Regions from separate parts of the Sus scrofa genome. Here region 2 is linked to region 1. Evidence: chromatin contacts called from public Hi-C data. All regions are on one chromosome and are shown on one strand. Each heading gives the region's core, a stretch centred on a gene start, on an enhancer-like site or on the middle of the called end of the contact. The rest is flanking DNA. Distances are from core to core; before and after follow the strand shown. Region 1 holds the start of INHBA (inhibin beta A subunit). Region 2 overlaps SUGCT (succinate--hydroxymethylglutarate CoA-transferase).

What was found. A called contact is a pair of places that touch in the nucleus more often than the background predicts.
Region 2: a contact with region 1 is called in a Hi-C map of fetal skeletal muscle, with 2.7 times the contacts expected there. The contact joins the enhancer-like site here to the promoter of INHBA in region 1. A contact is called at or near these places in 3 of 5 promoter capture datasets (fetal liver, fetal skeletal muscle and liver) and 12 of 47 Hi-C or Micro-C datasets (embryonic fibroblasts, fetal heart ventricle, fetal skeletal muscle and 8 more).

What each region holds. Positions count from the first base shown.
Region 1 is chr18:52,887,576-52,893,120 of Sscrofa11.1, reverse strand. INHBA (inhibin beta A subunit) reads right to left here and starts at 3,437. Exons shown (of 6, transcript NM_214028.1-2): 1 at 3,017-3,437. The coding sequence starts at 3,404.
Region 2 is chr18:54,247,853-54,253,030 of Sscrofa11.1, reverse strand. The region is part of intron 6 of SUGCT (succinate--hydroxymethylglutarate CoA-transferase); the gene reads left to right. Among named protein-coding and RNA genes, the nearest start is that of SUGCT, 33 kb to the left of the region's middle. Within about 2 kb of position 2,495, at least 7 of the 83 cell types and tissues checked have an H3K27ac peak or open chromatin away from gene starts, as enhancers often do. A contact at or near this core is called in fetal skeletal muscle, where this site is marked.

The sequences.
Region 1 (5,545 bases), core at 2,188-4,687:
AACTTAACGACCAGAATCGGTGTATAAACTTGGCATCACAGAGAGTCAAGGATACATGTTATTGTACTTTGCCGGCTGTTGTCACTAATGCAAAGGAGATAAAACAGGATACAGTGGTCGCGAAAACCACTGACTTTAGCTTTCGTGACAATGACGGGGACAGTTGCCTTAGCTCTGCCCATCCCTTCCTCCTTTCTTTTGAGATTTTCAAGAACACAGTAGACGATTCTGCTGCCAGCCTTGCCAAGAGTGCAGTGACCTCAGTGAGCAATGCTGGGTGACAGATATGATGAGAAAAAGCATTTTTGTTTGTGGGAATATGTTCCAGAGAGCCCGAGGGCCACTCCTTGCCTCTTACTCCATAACCTCTCAGCTTTACCAGGACGAGGCCTTGGGCACCTGAGCACAGTGAGACTGACTCAGTTCAAAGACCTCTGGGCACGTGAGGTGCTGTCATCTTTCAACTGCCAGGTGGCCCTGTCTCGGCCTGTTTGGTCGTGGAGCGTGGAGGCAACAACTGAACGCGAATCCCCAGCTGAGGAAACCTGAGACCGAGGGGGGCCTCTGTAGGCGTGTGACCCTCACGCAGGCCACACTTACTGACTGCATCCTACGCGGTACAGAATCGCTTCTGAAGAAAAGGACAGTGAGTGCTCTCTGCTGCTCTCAAAAATCTTGACTTCTGACTTTGGCCGAGTGTTGCTCAGGTTGACTTAGTCATAGCAGTAGAGCAATGAGACATGTTTGTATTTTCACTACCGTCACCCCGATGTTAAATCTCTTTCTTGGTTTAGCATAGAAGCGCCCACAGACACGGTACTACTCTCTTCCGGGAGAGGAGACCGTCCGTAGGGCAGTCACTCTGGGGAACTCGTACTAAATCGGCCCGAGGCAAAACCTCTGCAATGAGCAAACTGAGCAAGGAGAATCAAATCTTTGCTGAGGATCCAGCAGCTCAGCCCGAGTCTGGGTGTAAAACGCAAACGGGAGGAGTTTCCATTACAGACCCTCAACTTTAGTCAATGTGCGAATCAAATGAATCCACCTTTTCAAAAAGCAGCTCAATTTCTTTCCAACCAAACACCTACCAGAGGAGTTTAAAAAAAAAAGGACAAGACTGAGGGAAAGACTGGCATGAGACGAGGCCATACGTGAGAAAGAATGGGAAAGGTCAGATTCTTCCATGGCAAAATTCTCAATGCCAAGGGAGCGAGTGATTCGCTATCCGAGTCAAAGTCAGATCCGGGGGCCCAGTGCTGGTATCAGGGATAGAATTCAAAGGGGCCAGGGGCATAAGTCTACTTAGTCATATGATGTGGGTAAAGCCAGTTGAGGAAGAGCTGCAATTAAGGCCGTGCTGTGTGGCAACTGGTGTATAAAAACCTGTACAGGGTCCCTTTGTGGCAAGAGTGGGAACAGCCCCCCAACCACTGGAATCCACTTGCTGCTCAGGACCCCGGCAAAGACTGAGCAAATCTGGGTAGCCACTCGAAAGCTCCACCCTGCCTTTCCCCTCCATACGCTTCAAAAGATAAAGTCAAAAGTATCAGGGCCTTTGGGGCTTCATTAAAAAAAAAAAAAAAAAAAAGGTTTAGAGGAAGAAAGTAGTCAGACCTTTCTCGAAAGGAAAGAAGCTTCTGGTGAGACAGCTAGAACCGCCCTTAGGACATCAGGGCTTTGCCGAGGAGGAGAAGCCAGCAAGCCAGCAGGCTATCTGCTCCCTTCAAGAGGATGCCCAGGTCTCGCACGGTTTTCTTGAGCACATAACATCTGAGTCAACAGGTTTTCAGGATTGGAAATTCTGAGTGTTGCCTTAATTGTTTATACTGCTGCGGCAAACTTTTAAACAGCAATGCTGGGAGTCCCGGCACACACTTTACTGGCCATATGCTCTACCAAACAAAACAATGGCATTCCTTTCAAATGGATTTGGCAAGGGATACCATTCTGTAGCCTGGCATTACCATGAAAGTAACATGGAATTAACACATCTGTGTGCCTGGACTTGCCCAGCTTGTAGGCAGGCAAAAGGATCCGGGTCACATAACTGTAAAAATGACCTGGCCCCGGGTCTCCAGCCCTCCCGCTTGACAGGTATTTTTTTCTTCAGCAACAGGTTCGTGTGGTCCTGAGCCAACGATTAGAATCTATTTATTAAAGTTCTTCCTCTTAAGGATTGAGTGAGAGCTCCGTGTAGTATCTGGAGCACTTTGTCAAGGTTGCATTCCTTGGCAGAGAGCTCTTAGTAACTTTACAGAGAACAAAACTCTTTCTTTTCCTTTTTTTTTTTTTTTTTTTTTTTGGTTCCGAGAGCAAAAGTCAGTGTTCCAAAAAGCAACTGCCTGCCGGTTCAATGTCATGTGCCCCCACCCCCACCCCCACCCCCACCCCCACGTCGCTCTCGCTCGTCCCTGCCTAAAACGTGATGCCTGTGCTCCTTCGAAGCCGAGTTGCCAAAGGTAAACACGACTGTCACTAATGCAGATGCCCCGCTTCTGGAAGGTGGCCCCTGATTGGACTTTTAAAGAAAAAGGGCTGCTTGGGCGACAAGGACTTCCTCCGTGCCCTTCCACCCCAATCCCGCGCTCGCCGCCCCCTCCCCCGCCCCCGGGTAGAAACTTCGGATGGGGTCCGGAAGCCTCCCGCCCCCCCCAGCCCCCCGAAACTGCCCGGCTTTCCTCTCGCCGCCCTGCTCTGCTCTCCCGGGCAGGGCAAGGGAGCCTCTCTCCCGCCGGCTTCCTGCTCCGGGATCGGCCGAGCGCTTCCTCGGCGCGACCGGCCGAGCGGAGCAAGTGTACGCCGACCCCCTCCCTGCCGCCGCCGGCCGGGGCTCTGCCTGGGCTCCCGGCTCCGGGAGGTTCCCTCCCGGTCCGCCCCTGGTCGCCCCCCGGCCGGCCCGCTCCCGCGCCCGGCGAACGCACGACCTTCCCGGGCGGGTGCAGCTGGAGGGCGGCAGGTTCCCCCCGCGCGGTCGGAGACCCGTGCCCCCCACCCCGCCCCCCAGGCCAGCACCCACCTGCTTCCGCGAAGGTGATGATCTCCGAGGTCTGCTCCATGAGTTCATTCATTTCCGCCCTCCTCCCGATGTCGTCCTCCAGCTCCACGTACCCGTTCTCCCCCACTTTGCCCACATGAAGCTTTCTGATCGCGTTCAGAAGCGCCGCCTTGGGTACCGGCTGGGTGACATCGGGTCTCTTCTTCAAGTGCAGCATGTTTAAAATGTGCTTCTTGACGGCTTCCACCATCTCCGGCTGAGAGTTGGGTACATCCTTTGGGAGGGTGGCCAGCGCACAGGACGGGCAGTCCGGGGCTGCGCTGTGCCCCCCGGATCCTGGGGTGGGGGAACTCCTCACTATAATCCAGCAACTCGCCAACAAAAATCCTCTCAGCCAAAGCAAGGGCATCCTGGCAGCCAAAGTTGTGGTGACGGCCCTTTTAAAAGGCTCCGCTCTTCCTCCCCCTCACGCACGGGTTTTTTTTTTTTTTTTTTTTTTTTTTTTTTTTTTTTGCTTTTTTTTTTTTCTCTCTCTCTTTCCTTTTTGGGGTTTTGGTGTGTGTGTGTGTGTTTTGGTTGGTTTGTTTGTTTGTTTTTGTTTGTTTGTTTCCTGTCTCCTCTTCAGTCAATTCTCTGGAACAAGAACAAAAAGTTTGCTGTGAAGTTTGTTTGCAGGTTCCCTCTCTGGATGCAGTCGGGGCTGTAGGTTTGTGGCTGTCAGGGAGGAGAGTAAGAGAGAGGGAGGGAGGGAGGGAGGGAGGGGGGAGAGACGGGGGGGGGGAGACAGAGACAGAGAGAGGATGGGAGGGAAGAGAGACGGGGAGGGAGGGGGGGGGAGAGGGGGAGAGAGGGAGCGATTGGCCCCGAGTGAGTGAGTGAATGGGAGAGGGAGGGAGCCGCGCTGCGAGTAAAGGCTGAGATTAGGAAGGGGAGGGACCGCCCGCTCTGACGGGCTGCTCGCCTGCTGCTCGCGGCTCCCTCGCACACACCTCTCTGCACACACCACCCGCCGCCCGAGGTCTGCTTCCCCTCCGCGAGGAAACGCTCCTGATTTTGGGCCACTTCTCCTTTCCCTCCCTTGCTTTCTCTGCCCAGTCCCCTTGCTTCACCTTCTTCCTCTTTTTTTTTTTTTTTTTTTTGGCGGGGGGGGGGGGAAGCAAAGCCCAGACACAGACGCCCTATCTCAATCAATCCACCGAGAGGACCCGCCGGAACCAGCCTGGCCCAGCGCCCCTCCACCTGCCGAGCCACCGACTCAGGGGTTCGGACACCCCCGGCGGGAAGGTGGGGTTCAGGGTCCCCGGAGGGGGCGGACAGGTGATGGAGGGCTTGGGAAGAGGGGCCAGCCCATCCTCCTGGGCTGAGGGAATCCTGCAGAGCGCCCCCCCCCGCCCCCCTCCCCCGCCCTTCATTCATAGTTCAGTGTTCAGGGCCGTCCACGCTGGCGGGCGATCAGAGATCAGAGAACTTTTGTTTGGGGTCATGTCACAGACTCTACTTTTCCCCAAATGCAAAAATGCAGCCGGGCATTGGAAGATCCACAGGCAGGCGGGCTGGCAGGCAGCGTGGTCCACGCTCCTGTCATGTGCAGCTCTGCACCCTCTCTTAGCCGTGCCCCTTCTGCCCTGCACACACACGCACAGATGACAGCTTACCACCGCTGGCCCTGACTGACTGCACAGATAAAACGCACAAGTCAGTTGGCCTTTCCCACATTATTTTATATAAAGAGTGCGCTCCCGTGACTTGAATAACTGGTCCTAGGGGGAAAGAATCGCTAAAATATATGGGCAAATGACTTTCTCTGTCATGTGGTAGTTTGTTCAGCCTGGCCCCTACCCCCATCCCCATTCCAGACCAGTCTGCTCATGGACTGGCCCCCTGACGGCTTCTTTTTCTCTCCAAGGAACAGCACAAGATGAAATCATCACGGATTTCAGTGTTCACAGCAAAAAGAAAAATGTGAATGTTTAAACAATGCCTCTCTGAGTTTTTTTTAATTCTCTCCCCCCCTTTTTTTTCATTTTCTGTCTTATTGCTTTTATCTTGCAGAAGTATCTTTAAGAGGTCCATCTGTTAAAGCTTTCCCTCCCTCTCGGTTTCTTTCCCACACATAAGCCCTCTCAGTTTCTGTAGATACAGTCGGCTTATATCTGACACCTAGTGTGTTCAGAGCATTACAGTTAAGCAATGCATTTTGGGTGGGAAAAGTTAATAAATACCCTTATTTACAAGCATCCCCTCTGAAGGCAAGGGGATGCGGGTGAGACAAGTGTGATGCTGAGTTAAAATTACAGCTCGCACAGGTAAGGATGCTTCTCTTAATTGGATACCCTGTCCCCCTTTTCTAAAGCAACTGACTGCAGCAATCCCTCTGTTACCAGCCACCTTTGGGATTTTACCTCCAGAAACGTCAATTCCTCTGCTATTATTGTGAAGACTTTGTCAACATTCCCTAAAGAGTCTAATTTAGTTTCTTAGTGGGGGATGGCGAAAGAGAATGGGGAAGGGGGGGGGCATCTGTGTCAATAATTGCTTAATAAAACATCT
Region 2 (5,178 bases), core at 1,246-3,745, 1.4 Mb before region 1:
GAAAGATACAATTGATTTTCAAGTTTATTCTGTACACTAAAATAATTTTCCAAGTGGAATTAAGCCCTAAATATAAAACATGAAACTTTCTTTTTGGCCACACCTGCAGCTTGCAAAAGTTCCTTGGGTCAGGGATCAAACCCACATAACAGAAGTGACCTGAGCCACAGCAGTGACAATGTCACATCCTTAACTGCTAGGCCACCAGGGAACTCATAAAAAGCAAAACTTTAAAACTTTTAGAGAACAATATGAGAAAATATTTTTATGGCCTTAGATCAGGGAAGAATTTAATAGAGAACACATGAACTACAAAGGAAAAGATTGATAAACTTGACGCTGATTAAAATCAAAACCTTTTGTGCAAAAGCTACCACACACAAAAAAACAAGAAGACAAGTCACAGACACTTGGAAGATAACACAAAGGATTGATAACTAGAATATATTTAAAAAATTCCTTCAAATCAAATAGGAAAAGAGAATTCAATAGACAAACGACCAGGCTCTAGAAAAGGAACCCTGAATGGCCAGCAAAAAGTTACTCAGTCTCGGTGTACTTTAGACAAATACAAATTGAGACAAAAATAATGTTTTATTTCATGACTAAGAGATTGACAGCCATTCAAAGTCAAACCATACCAGGTGTGGATGTAGCCAGGCAAGCCTTGAACGCTGGGGGAGGACTGTAAATTGATTTCCTATTGGAAGGCTGTTTGGCCGGCCCTTTCGAGACTGTACATGAGTCTGTCCTGCGGCCCCAGGTTCCCTTCTAGGTGCGATCAACGTAGATGAATTTTACAAATACAATTTTTAGTGAAAAAAATTGCAAAAGATGATATACAGAGGAGTTCCTGTGGTGGTGCAGCAGTAACGAATCCGACTAGTATCCCTGAGGACACGGGTTCGATCCCTGGCCTTGCTTAGTGGGTTAAGGATCCAGTGTTGCCCTGAGCTGTGGTGTAGATCACAGATGCAGCTCGGATCTGGTGTTGCTGTGGCTGTGGTGTAGGCCGGCAGCTGTAGCTCCAATTCGACCCCTAGCCTGGGAACCTCCATATGCTGAGTGTGCAGCCCTAAAAAGGCCAAAAAAAAAAAAAAAAAAAAAGGGAATAGAGAGAATGACATGATTCATATACAGTTAAAATCGTATGAATATTATATATTTTTGGTATTTCACTGATAATGTGATTAAAATATAAACATGTGCATGGTAATGAGACAATACTGAACTCCAGAGAATGACTGCCCCTGGGGAGTGAGCAGGGAGGCTCAGGGACAGGAAGAGAGACACACAGGACTCGGCTCTCTCCGCCCGATGATCCCACGGCAGGTGCGCCTATGTGTTAGTGTTCAGGGCACCCTTTTCTGTTTGGACGGGCAGCAGCGGAAGAGTCGGAAATGCCCACGTGATGTCCTCTCTCCTTCTCTTCCTTGCCCCCCCCCCCGCCCCCGCCACTGCGACACCGGGACACATACTTCTTGAGCTTCTGTCGATTCCTGGCTGAGTTGAGTGTACAGGGCGGATAATGCAGACCCGGGGCCTGCCTTTAAGGAGTTTACAGCCTGGTGTCAGAGACGTTTCATGAACAAATGAAAAATGGAGCGTGGCACGTCCTGACAGGTTGTGCTGTTACGGAAAGACCAACACCGTGGGGAGGTTAATAGAGGGGCAGATGCGTCAGGAAACGGGAAGGTCAGGGAGGGCCTTTCTGGGGAGGGGACACTTAGCAGAGCCAAAGTGTCCTGAGGAGCCGGCCACGCGCCGAGCCGGGGGGGGGGGGGGGCGGGGTGGGCGGGGCCTCGGGCGGAGGGAGCACCCTCTGCGAAAGTAGGAAGAGGCCTGGGGGAGCTGGCGTGCCTGGAACAGAGTGCTTGCGAGGGCGCGGCGTCAAGGGTCCGGGTGCCGTGCCTGCTGGGAGAGGTTTGAGCCGTAGGGGATGTGGTTGAAATCACGTTAAAAAGAGTCTCGGAGTTCCCGCCGTGGTGCAATGGGACATGCGGTGTCTCTGCAGCACCCGGAGGAAGGTTTCATCCCGGGCCAGGCGCTGTGGGTTTACAGGATCCCGCCTTGTCGCAGCTCCAGCGTGGGTCGCAGCTGCAGGTGGGCTCTGATCCCCGGCCGCGAACTCCACATGCCGAGCGCCGCCGAAAAGGAAAAGAAAAGTCTTTAGGAGCTCCCTGGCGTTGCAGTGGGTGAAGGCTCCCATGGTGTCCCTGCTGTGGCACGGGTTCCACCCTGGCCTGGGCGATTGCGTATGTCATGGGGGTAGCCAAAAAAAGAAAAAGAAAAGTCTTTAAAAAGGGGTAGGAATCAAGTACTGATTGACCCGTCGAAGAACTTCATTGTCATCATTGACCTTGAAAGAAGGTTCATGTTTGAGAGAGTAGCTATGAAGAGAAAATTTCTTTAGATTACTGAAGGCTCCCATGTGCTTCAGAGTCAATAACAGAGAACGAGGAGCCCAAATGGATATGGCAAGTCATCTAGCAGCTGCATCCAACGTTTATATCATGGCAACGCTAATGCAAAACAAAACACTGCTGCACTTGGATTCTTACGGAGTGAGTTAGTCTTTGTGTGTATGCGTGTGTATATACATATATTCTCATCATTCTCTACATATTCACCATATGACCATGTTTCTTTTTTAAAAAAAAATGATTAGACGTCTGCGCATTGTAGACCCATAAACATTTTGAAGGGCAGAAAAAGAAGAAAGAAAAGGATGGGAGGAGGGAGGGATGAAGAAGGGAGGGAGGAGGAAGGGAGGGATGGGAGGAGGGAGGGAAGGGAGGAGAGAGGGATGGGAGGAGGGAGGGATGGGAGGAGGGAGGGAGGAGGGAGGGATGAAGAAGGGAGGGATGGGAGGAGGGAGGGATGGGAGGAGGGAGGGATGGGAGGAGGGAGGGATGGGAGGAGGGAAGGATGGCAGGAAGGAAAGTAAAGAAAGAATCAGAACCGAGTTAAAGGACATAGCAATGGGTATGGGTTTTTTTTTTTTTTTTTTTAACTTCTAAAAATAGTAGTCCAGTTTAGTTAGTTAAGAATCATTTCTAGAGAGAATAAACAATCCGCGCAGATATGACATTAAAAGGGATCCTTATAGTCGAAAGAATTGGAAACTACGGATCTAAATTATGAGTGTCTCTGTTGCAGCCCCTTCTAACAGGACATATTCCCCCCTCCCGAGTTTTAGTGTTGTGGCCATCTGTCCAACTTTATGCTCAGTGATCCTTAGCAAAAGTGTGGTTTAACGTATTTACCATTTCATACCAAACTCAGTGTTTAAATAAACAATGACACCATCTCTGCAGGGGAGAGAAACGCAGCACTGTCATAAATACAGGATTTCAAAACCAGCCTGTAAAGCTAGGGACTGAGATTGTATTTTGTCTGTAGACAGGGACTGACTCCAGAAAGTGACTTTATGCTTTCATTTCATCCCCCAAGGGTACAACCTTTTTATCTTTAAATGCTTCTTTTTACCCTTACGCGTATAACAGATGTGTTATACGAGTTGGACTCAGTAGAGCTAAGCAGAAACTGTATTTTTTCCCACCCTACCTCTGCAAACCTGCATTCTTGACTCATTTTCCTTGCTCATGGGTGAAGTCCCAGGACATCCTACAGACCTTTTTTTCTGGTTGTTTTCTCTCAAGTATTAAGAAGTCCAGTCCCATCTGAGATCAGAATCTCAGACTGACCTCTTGGAAACCTGGAGAGAGACAGAGACAGAGACAAAGACAGAGAGAGAGAGAGAGAGACAGAGACAGAGACAGAGAGAGAGAGAGAGAGTGTGTGTGTGTGTGTTGGAAGAGCTAGTTTCTTTTTCCATGATCCATCTCTTCTCCGTTGCAGCTGCTGATTATGATTGCTTCAGAGTCAGGCCCTCTTGGGGAAGAGAGTGAAGTGAGTTAATGGGTACCAAAGAGCTGGTGCTTGATTGAGGTGTTTGGGCCCTGCATTGGGACCTGCTGGGTGGCTGAAGCTTAGTTGATGGCTCTTTGTCCTTTGGGGAGCTTTCAGGTTCCTCAGAGACCTCAGGCTGTACTTCTCACTCTTTGGTCTTTTTGTGGAATTCTGTATGTAGAGTCTACCTGTTCGGGTCACTTAGAGTTTTTTTTAAAGTGAAGTATCATTTTTTAAATGAAAGTGTAGTTGATTTACAGTGTCGTGCCAGTGTCTGCTGCACAGCACAGTGACCCAGTCACACGAGTGCATACATTCTTTCTCTCATACCATCGTCCGTCGTGTTACAATGTTGTGTTAGTTGAAGGCTGCAGCCAAGTAACTCAGTTATGTAGATATCTGTTACCTGCAATATATGTATAATTCTTTTTCAGATTCTTTTCCATTATAGGTTAATAAAAGATAGAGCTCCCTGTGCTTTATACGGTAGGTCCTTGGTGGTTGTGTGTTTTATGTAGTGTGTATCTGTTAAAAGAGTTCCTTTTAAAATGAACTAGTTCCGTTCCCCTGATTGTCCACTTAGCCCATGGGGAAAACTCCTCCTTCTTCTTCCTCGCCTTTGCCAGGAGTACAGTTTACTTTCAAATCTGTGAGTTCTGCTGCCTTTCCCTGGGGTGACCAGAGCCTCTTGCTTTTGGTAATTTTTTAAGGCACATGTCAAGTCTTTAGGTAGTTTCAAATTCCCAGAATATAGGCCGTTTTTTGGCATGTCCCTCACATGGCTTGAAGTAAAGATGACCAGCTTGTCCCTCTCTGTGGCAGGCGAAATGCACAGCACACTGACAGCTCTTTGTGAGGACATTCTTTCTTTTATGTCACCCTTTCCTCACATACCTTGAAGTGAACGATAAGCTCAGGCCACAAAACTGGTTTCATAATCTTTTTTTTTTTCTTTTTTAGGACTGCACCCACGGCATAGGGAGGTTCCCAGGCTAGGGGTCCGGTTGGAGCTACAGCTGCCGGCCTACCCACAGCCACAGCAACATCAGATCTGAACTGTGTCTGCAACCTACACCACAGCTCACGGCAACACCGGATCCTTAACCCACTGAGCAAGGCCAGGGATTGAACCTGCGTCCTCATGGTTCCTAGTCGGATTAGTTTCTGCTGTACCACGACGGCAACTCCTGGTTTCATAATCTTTTAGCATAACTTGCATTGGTGTTTTAGCACTTAGGGTGTCCTCTTTGGGTTGAAGCTTCGGCT